3 separate regions of the Mus musculus genome follow, and regions 2 and 3 are each linked to region 1. The links are chromatin contacts, called in public Hi-C and promoter capture Hi-C maps. All regions are on one chromosome and are shown on one strand. The core of a region is the stretch at or near the end of the contact, and the rest is flanking DNA. Distances in the headings are between cores, read along the strand shown.

Evidence for each region. Promoter capture Hi-C pulls out the DNA fragments that hold promoters and counts their contacts. Hi-C and Micro-C count contacts between places; a contact is called where the count stands out from the background.
Region 2: a contact with region 1 is called in a promoter capture Hi-C map of hippocampal neurons, with 4 times the contacts expected there. The contact joins two enhancer-like sites. A contact is called at or near these places in 1 of 39 promoter capture datasets (hippocampal neurons), 3 of 484 Hi-C or Micro-C datasets (the G1E-ER4 cell line, the HL-1 cell line and embryonic stem cells) and 1 of 9 other capture datasets (embryonic stem cells).
Region 3: a Hi-C map of cortical neurons shows a contact between it and region 1, with 2.6 times the contacts expected there. The contact joins two enhancer-like sites. A contact is called at or near these places in 1 of 39 promoter capture datasets (hippocampal neurons), 2 of 484 Hi-C or Micro-C datasets (both in cortical neurons), 1 of 115 datasets of contacts at active chromatin or transcription factors (acute myeloid leukemia) and 1 of 9 other capture datasets (embryonic stem cells).

The regions. Positions count from the first base shown.
Region 1 is chr9:42,325,250-42,328,682 of GRCm38.p6, reverse strand. No RefSeq gene overlaps it. Among named protein-coding and RNA genes, the nearest start is that of Gm26272, 9.3 kb to the right of the region's middle. Within about 2 kb of position 1,757, at least 14 of the 459 cell types and tissues checked have an H3K27ac peak or open chromatin away from gene starts, as enhancers often do. A contact at or near this core is called in cortical neurons and hippocampal neurons, where this site is marked.
Region 2 is chr9:43,148,698-43,152,130 of GRCm38.p6, reverse strand. The region is part of intron 3 of Pou2f3 (POU domain, class 2, transcription factor 3); the gene reads left to right. Among named protein-coding and RNA genes, the nearest start is that of Tlcd5, 34 kb to the right of the region's middle. Within about 2 kb of position 1,855, at least 32 of the 459 cell types and tissues checked have an H3K27ac peak or open chromatin away from gene starts, as enhancers often do. A contact at or near this core is called in hippocampal neurons, where this site is marked.
Region 3 is chr9:42,866,781-42,870,213 of GRCm38.p6, reverse strand. The region is part of intron 1 of Grik4 (glutamate receptor, ionotropic, kainate 4); the gene reads left to right. Among named protein-coding and RNA genes, the nearest start is that of Grik4, 76 kb to the left of the region's middle. Within about 2 kb of position 1,508, at least 4 of the 459 cell types and tissues checked have an H3K27ac peak or open chromatin away from gene starts, as enhancers often do. A contact at or near this core is called in cortical neurons, where this site is marked.

The sequences.
Region 1 (3,433 bases), core at 508-3,007:
GCTTGAACAAAAACACCCAGTAAATATTACTTAGCAATCTATCTTTATTCATTCTCATAACAATGTCATTAGGAGAGTGATACAAGGACACGTGACATCAACTCCGGGCCTCCAGTGCCTGCACACAAAGGTGCACACACATATGTGATCATATGTATGTGACCACACATAGATACATGCGTGTCATCATACATACAGAACATAAAATGAATTGGTCCTTTGGCCACGTTTTTGCCACTGGCATTTGGCTTTCTCATGTGTCTGACGTCCTTCACTTGTATGCCATTGCAGTAAGCCACACTATGGAGACACAGTTTGAGACCCCGAGGTCTCGAAGGCTTAAGCCGCACAGACTTGCTTCTTGTTCATGTCTGTGGACTCTGCCGTTCGCTGGTCTCCTGGAAAGGAGATTGATGGTGTCGTCACTATTTTTTAATGCCGCCAGTTGAGTGCGCGGCTTTAAGGAATGAGTACAAGCAGCTCGGGCCCCTCCCACAGCTCTGCCTCTGTCACTTCTCTGCCTGGAAGTCTCCTTGTTGCCGTTCCCATTCCATTGGCTAGCACAAGTCTCATGGCCATCAACTAACTTTCAGAGGCCCCATAAGTTGGAAACCTGCCCTGAGCCTGTAAGGGAGACTGGAAACCAGCAGCAATGGCTTTCAAGCTGTCTTCAAGGCAAGCATGTCTCTCTGAGTTGAGAAATACTCCCTCACAAATGACAGCACAGGCAGGCCCTTTAGCCTGTTTCTCTAAAGACAGAAAAACCAGGATCCAGCCCTGACTCTTCCAATCCTCTGCCCCAAGTGTGACTCTTGAACGCCCTCAATACTGCCCCCTTTGTTTTCTTCCCTGTAAAATGGGAACATACACTTTTCTAGAAAGATTCTTTAGGTTTCTGTCTTATATTCATTTACTTGCCCACGTGTCCTCACCTGTCCATGTGGATCAGAGGACAACCTGTGCCCATGGAGTCTCTTCTTCAACCTTTGGAGTTCCAGGAATCAAATTCAGTAATTGGCTTGACAGCCTTTACCAACTGAGCCATCCTGCTGACCCTCAAAGATTCTTTCTTATGTTCGAAAATGACACTTGTTAAACATAGCCACGCGAGAGTTTAAGATACCTCTGACGCCGGAAATGGAGGTACATCCCTAGTGTCCTAATCCCTGGGAAGTGGAGGCAGGGGAGTCAGGAGTTCAAAGCTGGGTTCTGTAACCTAAGGTGTTCAAAGCCATTCCAGGCTGTGTGAGACCCTACCGCAAACCAGCAAACAGAAAAGATAATTGTTTGTACTCAAACAGGGAAGAGGGAAAGAGTCTGGTCAGCAAAGGGCAGAAAGGAGAAAACAAAGCAGCCTTGATGGTATTCAGTACCCAGGGAGACATCGGGGAGCAGGGAGCTGCTATTTGTGACAGTTGGGAATTCTATAATTGGTTTCTTAACCAGTGCTAGGTGTGTGCTTTACTCAAAATCCTCACGGCAGAGCTTAAGAGCACCAATTATTTAACATAGTCTAATATTCCAACTATTTTTAGAATCGTTTGACATTTAACAAGAGCTTGAAATCTAATAAAATTCCTTGCAACCAAAGGAATTAAGTAATTATCAAAAGATAACAGCCACCAGGGCTGGGATACAAAGCATTGCTTCTTACTAATTCTGAATTAATTAAGAAGCTACCCCTGTTAGAACCCCTCTGACTCTCTTCCAAACCTCAGGGTGTCTCCGCACCGCATGCATCACTGCGATTTTGTCCTGCTTAGAACACTGGGGAAATTTTCAGGGCTTGGGTGTACCGACATCGGCTGCCAGGCCAGAGAAAAAGAAAATCAAAGAGCACCCTCTAGTGTCCATTTTTAATATAGCGTGAAACCTGAATTATATGAAACCACAGCAATCAAATTACAATCCCCGCCTCCCCACACCTTAGCTACAGAACATTACCAGAATATAGCTTTAGAAAACACAGGAGATGCCAAGGGCATCTTCTAAAGAACACCGTAAGATTTATTTTTATGCGCACAGTAAGCCTCGCTCCGAGAAAATACCAGCTTTGGGCGTCCCATGCAAATTTTGTCCTTAATATCTATTTCTCTAACTCGATGACAAAAAATAGCTACTGAGAAAAATTAAGTATCTCTTTTAAATGTTGTGAAATAAACAATCCAATCGAGACGAGCTCATGAAATATTTACTGGCCTTTCCCCCGACGCAGAATGCAAACTCCTCTGATGTGTATCCACCAAGCAAGAGCAGTAGCTCTCTGCTCTGACTAATGGAAGGTTCTGTTGGTGATGGTTTAATTATGCTCACTGAAATATGGCTCCCTCCTAAGAAAACACTGCCATGGCAGAGGGACAGATCTCAATGTCTATAGATAGAAATAAAAACACAAAAGGGCCATCATTCCAGGAAGAACTCGACAATCAAATTCTGTATACTGAGAAAACAAATGGAGAGATTATATTCACTGTACATTTGGTTGCGTGCTGCTGTTTGCACATCGCCTCTAGGTTAGCTGTTGTTTTGTTAACATAAAATATCCATTGTGAAATATTTGGAGAACTAAGATATCCTCCCATTAGATGAAATTGCAATACATTATGCAAATGTAGCATCCTCCATAACCAATGCTTTCTCACTGTATTTAATATTGTTTGGCTTTGAATCATGTTGCACGTTGGAGGAGACATTACAGAAGTGTTAAATTGAACTTAAAGGATAAACAGCATCAAGTGCTAAGGAAAAGCACAAACCGTCTTGTATATATGTATGGGGGATTTTCATGTATATTTATTCAATAATGATCAATTCCTAATGAGAAGTGTTTAAATGGGAGCAATATTTTAATAAGCAGGAATCCAGAGTTCTTGGCTTCTTCCTAACTCTTAAATTTCTTTATGCAATAATTCAGTGTACAAAAAAATTCCAACTATGTTGTTCTATTTTAATTGGGATACAAACATTTTATTGAAGAAAGTAACATATTTAATTGCCTCGGGGCTTGCAAATACTTGAGTCTACACAAATTACTAAAGTTTCTTAAAAACAAAACAAAACAAACAAACAAAACCCTTATAGTCATGTAGAATTTTGCTTCTAGGTTATGTCTTAGCCCAAGGCAGAAAAGACATAGTTCCCAGTGGTATCCTCTTGTTACTATATTGGCTCTTTATCTTATTGTCACGACAGATTACTTGACACAGTAACTTAAGGAAGAAAGGATGTATTTTGGCTCAGAGTTTTAAGTGCTACAGTGCCTCACAGCAAGGAAGGCATGAGGTAGCTCGCTCTATGACCTCTAGATCTTGTTTTATAGTTCATGTACCTCATGGCTAGCTAGAAAGTAGAACACTCTCTCTGGAACCTGGAACAGACATCCCTTTCCTAGCCCAATGAGGACAACCAACTGCCAGTAGCTAGGCTACAGTCC
Region 2 (3,433 bases), core at 606-3,105, 820 kb before region 1:
GCACCACCTTGCCTGTAATTGAAGGCAGGTTGGGAGTTGTTCTGCTTTGAAACGCGCCTTCTTGTGAAATGTTTTATGAAACACTTTCCACAAACGAGTTATGCAACCAGAACAACAGCTTTGATCCTTCTCCTCGCCAGTGATGGAGTCATTAGTGCTGGACTGTTTTCCCCTCCAGAGAGGGTCATGTGACTGTGTCCTGTGTCGAGGAGCTAAAGAGAAGGACCCCCAGCCCCACCATGCACCTGTCCATCTGAGGAGGCACAAGTCAATAGCACCGCTTTGCCCATCTCTCCTGATCTACTTCTGGGATGTTTCTGTTTCTTATGTTTTCTGATAGAAGGGGTGATGAGCAGGGTCAAGCGAACATGGCCTTGAGATTTGGGGGTGTCTGGCTACGTATCTTTATATCCACATCTGAAGCTCTCCGGGCTTCTGTGAGTGAAAAGTCTCCACGTTCTCCAGGCCGAGAAGACACCAATGAGGGCAGGAAGGGGCTTCTACCTCCTTAGGAGGGCGCCTTCTGGAAGAAGACTCCTGCTTTCTAAAATAGTAAAGTCAGGGAGTTCACTTGGCTTAGAAAAGATAATCACTCACGATAGCTCTTTACCTCTCTGGTCACTGCCCAAGACTCATTACAATACCTTTGCACAGAGCCGTGGGTGGAGGAGATTCTACACCATCAAACCATCTGCTAGGTAGATGGGATGTTCTGTGCCTGCACCAGGGCAAGTGCGTACTATGGCCCCTGTCCCCGGCGATTAGCCATCCCAGCTTGAGCGCAGAGAGGCCTTTCCACTCAGGTGACAGGAACTGTCAACAAGGCCCTGGAGACCATCTTCACGGTGCTAAGCAGGCTGTGGGTTCAGTTACGTTTCCACAAGTATGAGGGGGAAACTGGGTTTTCGTCCAATTTGCCTGCGGTTCTCATCTTAGAAGTCAACGGGACCCGGTACAGGTTTCTCTATCTCATCTCGCAGACCCACAGCCAACACCCAGTTGCTTGGAAAGGTTCCAGCCTTTTCCACTCGACAGCTGTGAAAAGGGATTTTTTTTTTTTTTGGATTAGTGAGGGCTTTATTTCTTAATTTCATAGCTTTCTCAGCACCTGAGAGTGTCCCAAAAACCATGCTGGAGGCAGTACATTGGAGTGCACCTTCTCCCTGTGCCCTGCAATGCTTGTTTTTGTTTTTTTAAACCAAGGGACATCTTAGCCCACAAGCTGAGGCTCTGGAAGAAGTGTTCCTGTGTTTTTGTTTGTTTCTTTGTTTGTTTTTCAGGACAGGGTTTCTCTGTGTAGCCCTGGCTGTCCTGGAACTCACTCAGTAAACCAGGCCGTCATTGAACACGGGGATATGACTGTCTCTGCCTCCCTACTGGGACTAAAGTCTTGCACACCATCACCTGGCCTCCTGCGTTGTTTTCTTTGTTCAGGCTGTCTTCTTTGGGGGTTACTCTCAGCACTTCTTACCCAAGGGGTTGGGGGAGGGGGGAGGGAATTGTGAGAAAATGAATGACTAAAAAGACTGATGAGTGGAAAACGAGACAAATTAATCTCCGAAGAGAAACATAAGTTACCAAGACGCTCCAGCCTGCACCTTAAGGAGGTCTCTACCATCAGGCATTCTGTTTGCCGAACTGGGAGGGTGGGTGTGGCCCCCTCCAGAAGAGTGTCGGGGCATCGATCTTTGAGGCAGATGAAAGGGTGCGTTTTCTTTTATGGTGGTACTGGTTTCTGAACTTCAGCACAGCAGGAAGACCTGGCAGCGATCCTAACAGATAGCACCCAGGTTGGAGGCAGAGCGCATGCTTCCGAGCTCTGTCATAGCTACACCCCCTTATCTCTCTCCGCGGAGCATAATGAGCCTGGAAAGGAACCCAACACTTGCCTTGGAGCTGGAACTATGCCAGGCTGCTTGGGATGGCTCTAACCAGTGTGATTTCTCTCCCACCTCCACGTTCGCATGCTCTCCTCTGTCCCTCTCCTTCCCTCCTGCCTCCCTGAGCCTCTCTAGGATGGGGATACCTGAGGGCAGAAAAAGAACAGAAAGCCAAGAACCCAGAGGTATGGCAGAAAGATGGTCAAAATAGCTTTTGGAGCAGATTTGTTTTGGTGGAGGTGGTTTTGGAAGAAGAAACCATTGATTATCTAGTTTTAAAAAACCTGCTAACAAGTGTCTCAGTGGAATCTAGGTTGTTTAGACCCTCAGGACTGTGGACTGAAGCCGGGTATCAGCACTCCTGAGACGGATGGGCAGAGCTAAGGAGGCCTAGGGAGGGAACTCTAGAGACCAACCCATCTGCTGTGTCTTTTGAATTCTTAGAGTTCTCTCTGTTACCATTAGTACTATCATTTCTTTTCCTTACTTCGCTTTGCTTCAAGCTTCTAGAAGATCTCTCTGTGTGTGGGCAGTGACTTTGCAAAGTATGCTGGGAAAGCCAGCCTCTTACCAATCCATCTGTCTGTGGCTTCTCTGGGGGATCTCTTGGTAATCACTGGTCTACCACATCTACCATCTGTGCGTGTGACTAGAGTTGGCTTTTTCTGCCAGAGGGATAAGAACCACATAAGAACACCTAACAGGTGGCCTATCCATCAAGATCACATGGAAAGTTAGAGACTGAGTTAGGATGAGAAACAGGGTCCGCCTTGCTCACTGTCCTGTGTTTTCCTTACTGCCTCATCAGATCTTGTAGGTCAGAGGAAGGCATTGGGTCCCCTGTAGCTGGAGTTGCAGGCTGTTATGAGCCACCTGAAGTGGGTCCTGGTTATCAGGAATAACAGCAAATGCTGCTAATCAATGACTTATCCCTCCAACCCCATTGTTGTCTTTTAATCAATTAATGTTCTTCAGGTTCCCACTATTTAGCTCCTTCCTGTCAGTCAATGAGAATCCTTTCCCTGGTGATCAACGTTCATTTTCCACAGGGACTCAGCACAGGTTCAGATGTTAATCTCAGTTTGTTTGTTTGTTTATCTAGCTTTGTGGTTTGTTTTTGGGGGGTAGGTTTCCCCAATGTGGCCCAGGCAGTCCTTATACTGGAGACCTTCCTTCCTGCCTGGTCCTCTAGCAGTAGCGTGCACCACCTTGTCTAGCTCATACTCTCAACTCTTTGCTTGGGTCAGGCAAATACCCAACAGGAAGGATTCCTGTGTGCTTCGTGGAAGGGTGGTAGAGATGGAAGAACTGGAAACCACCAAGGGTCTCTCAGGCTCTTGTAAGGAAGGCATTCCTCTGCTTGTAGAGAGACTGCCACCCTGTCACCAAAATCATGCTGACCCAGAGGGCTTCAGCAGATGTAGCTTAGCGCTAAGAAGGTAGACAAAAGAGATGAATGGACAGAGTCCCCTGACAGGCAGTTTCCAGGCTTGCAAGCTTCATTGATGGCAATCCATACATTTAGAGAGTTTTAAAGATACTATTTAGATACA
Region 3 (3,433 bases), core at 259-2,758, 540 kb before region 1:
GAGCATTTACGGCTCAGTCCTGTCCTCTGTAGTTCTTAGCAGGCTGTGCTGCATCCCCTTCTCAGATTCTGAGCTTCTCAGGCACCTATACCACAGAAAAAGGGAGCCCTGTCATAGGCCCAACAATTCTTTGCTACACTGGTTTTGCCTAATATTTTCAGATGTCTACCGTGTGTCAAACAGTGTGTTAACCAGTGGTTCTCAACCTGCCCGATGCTGCTGCGACCCTTTAATGCAGTTGTGCTGACCCTTAACCGTAAAATTATTTTGTTGCTACTTCATAACTGTAATTTTGCTACTTTTATGAGTCATAATGTAAATATCTGAAATGGGGTCACGACCCACACAGGTTTTAGAACTGCTGTAACGTTGGGGGTTGAAAGATCAGACCTTGTCTCTAGTTGTAGGTCCTGGGAAGGGACAGGCCTGTTAACTGGGAAACATGAAAGAATAGTGGAAGGGATTTAGAGAAAAAGGCTTTGGGGGCATAGTGGATTCTGCCTGGGAGGTAGAAGGTTCTAGAGCAGCTTATGGGGGCAGTGGTCAGAGGAAAGGCAGAGTGGGACTTCAGCCCGAGGCGGGGTTTCAGAGAGAAATTTGTACCTCTATATCTGACTCGGATGTAGGCTTATTTGAAAGTTTTGGGAGAAGGAGCTGGCTTGGGAGGTAAGGAGGAGGACATGTGGGGAAGGGGAGGGGCAAGCGAGAAGGGGCCCCAGCAGCCTGACCCACACCCCATTCTTTTCTCACCTTGAGGGGTGGGGCTCCAGCCTCCCTGATTTAGCAGCTCACAGAGCTGGGGACGTTGAAGCCTCATGCCATGCCAACTCTGGTAGCTTTGCTGCCCGCAATGTCTCTCCACCTTGATGGTTGACTTTCCATTCCTGGGGTTCTGTGTGGCTGTGCTCCTTACCTTTGGGGCGATCAGGGTCCCTTCAGTGCACTGGTGAAGATGCTTCTCATGGCAATGCCTCGGCTTGGAGCTCTAGGGACCAGGGAGTGAGTGAGTGGTGTCTACAAGGCTCCGTGTCTGTGCAGGGCTCCACACATGCCCACCCTCTCCCTTTCCCATTCTTGGCTGCTCTACCTAACAGGTGTCACCTGCCCTGTTCTGTCCCTGGGTCCCTCCCTCCCTCCACTGAGCACAGCACCAAGAGGCAGCTGAGTCTTAGTATACCGGGAAGGCAATGTCTTTACTGCTTCTTTTTAAACAACAAAAATAAAATTGCTTCCCAGTCTTCCTTGGCGGCTGATGCCAGCGTGTTTACATTAAGGCATCTGCGGGGGTCCCCCAGGTTGTGGCTGCCTGTGTTTCCTGCTTATTTGTTGCACTTCTCACTTTGTCTAATTTCCCAGTACAGCGGAGTCTTTGTATCTTTTTTTTTTCTAGAAAGGTGTGAGGGGGTGGGGGGGGGGGAAAAGGGAAACCAGTTCCTGGATGAGCCCCTTAGCCAGGCTGCAGCCCAATTAGAACGCTGCTCAGCTCAGAGGAGCTGGAAAGCCTGCCAACGGAGACTCCTGTTCGAGCCCTAATTACCGCTTGATGGAATGAATAAAGACTGGTGTTTTCTGCATTTTACTTACAGAGTTGCTGATGCGGTGAACGCAGGGAAGAGATGACTTTTTCCTTTGAGAGATTAGAAGCTAAGTGTGTCACTGACCCAAACGAGTCGCTGTCTCAGCGACACTGTCCCTCCTTCACTGTCCTGCACATTTGAGCTGGTCTGGAGGCAGAAGCAAGGCTCCTGGAGCCCTTTCTGCATACTCCCTGCTTTATTGGAGTCAGGGTGGGAAACATCCTGACCATTTTGTCCAGCTGCTTCAAAAAGACTGGAGCATTTATTGAGCACCTGCTGTTTATTGGATCTCCCTGTCCCCGTACTCATATCCTCAGTGATGTTAGGACATGGCTAACTTGCCTAATGGTGCTGTGTGGCTGACAGCTTGTAAGTAATTTGTCTGAGTTTACATAGCTGACAGGTGGCAGAAAAGCAGTTTGAGTTCGGACTTCGGATGCTGAGGCAGATCTTTCTTTGGCAGCCTTTCTTTATTTCTTCTGGGAACACCTTGGAGGCCTGCTTGGTCTGTCCAAGCCTGGAGGATGCGACCAGTTATTTGCTTTAACAAGTAATGGCAAGGAGAATGTGGTTGTTAAGTTTCTGCTGCACAACAAACCACCCATGAACTTAGTGGCATAGAAACACACTTGGTTGTTCTGCCTGGCCTGAGTTAGCGAAAGGGCTTTTGTGGTCTAGCCTGGACTGCCCTCCCATGCCCTCCTACGTCCTCCTCTCACTTCCTCCGGTCTCTCTCCTCTTCCTAGCTTGCTCCCTTTTAGCTTTAATGTCTTTCCTTTTTTCTTTTGAGACAGGGTTTCTCTGTGTAGCCCTGGCTGTCTTGGAACTCACTCTGTAGACCAGGCTGGCCTCGAACTCAGAGAGCTGCCTGTCTCTGCCTCCTGAGTGCTGGGATTAAAGGCGTGCACTGCTGCCAGCAGCACCACCACCTGGGGTCTTATGACTTAAAAAATTGTGACCTAGTGATTTTTTAAAAAACATTTATTAATTTTTATTTTATTTTTTAAAAATTTATTTATTTTATTTATATGAGTACACTGTAGCTGTCTTCAGACACACACCAGAAGAGGGCATCAGATCCCATTACAGATGGTTGTGAGCTACCATGTGGTAGAGGGGTCAGTGCTCTTAATCTCTGACCATTTCTCCAGACCCTAATTTTTATTTTATATTTATGATTTTTGCCTACACACACACACACACACACACACACACACACACACACACACACACACACACACATCTTGTTCATGCCTGGTACCTGTGGAGGACAAAAGAGAGTATCAGATACTCTGGAATTGGAGTTGCTTTGGTGAGGGTTATTTCAGGAGCTTAGACACATTACTAGTGACTATATTTCTCAAAAAAAAAAGTCTTCTCATCTCTGAAAAAGCATTACTCCAATACAGAATTACATCTATGCCCTGTATTTCACATCTGTGAGTAGCTGAGTGGGTAAAAGAGGTCCTATGCCCAGATCCAAGAATGGGATGCGTGCCGTGTTGGACGACTGTATCTTAGAGGTCAGGGCCATCCTCAAAAGACCGTTCACAACGTCTTGTTCTATAAGCCAGGAGCTGGTGCATCCTCTCTCGGCACAGGCAGTCACTAACCTGCTCCAGAGAGATGGCTCAGGTAGTTTGAGGTCTTTGCTTTTTGTTTGTTTCATAACCCACAGAGAATGGAAAACAAGACAAACCCGCCAACCTTCCTTTGGCAGTCACTCCAAGTTCCCACCACCAGGCGTTAGCTTGCATAATTCTTATTTCCCAAGACCAGTGACTTTGGGTGCCTGGGAGATGCTGTGTGGAGTTGACAGTGGGGCAGGACCCTGCTTCAGGGATAGCTTCAGGGAT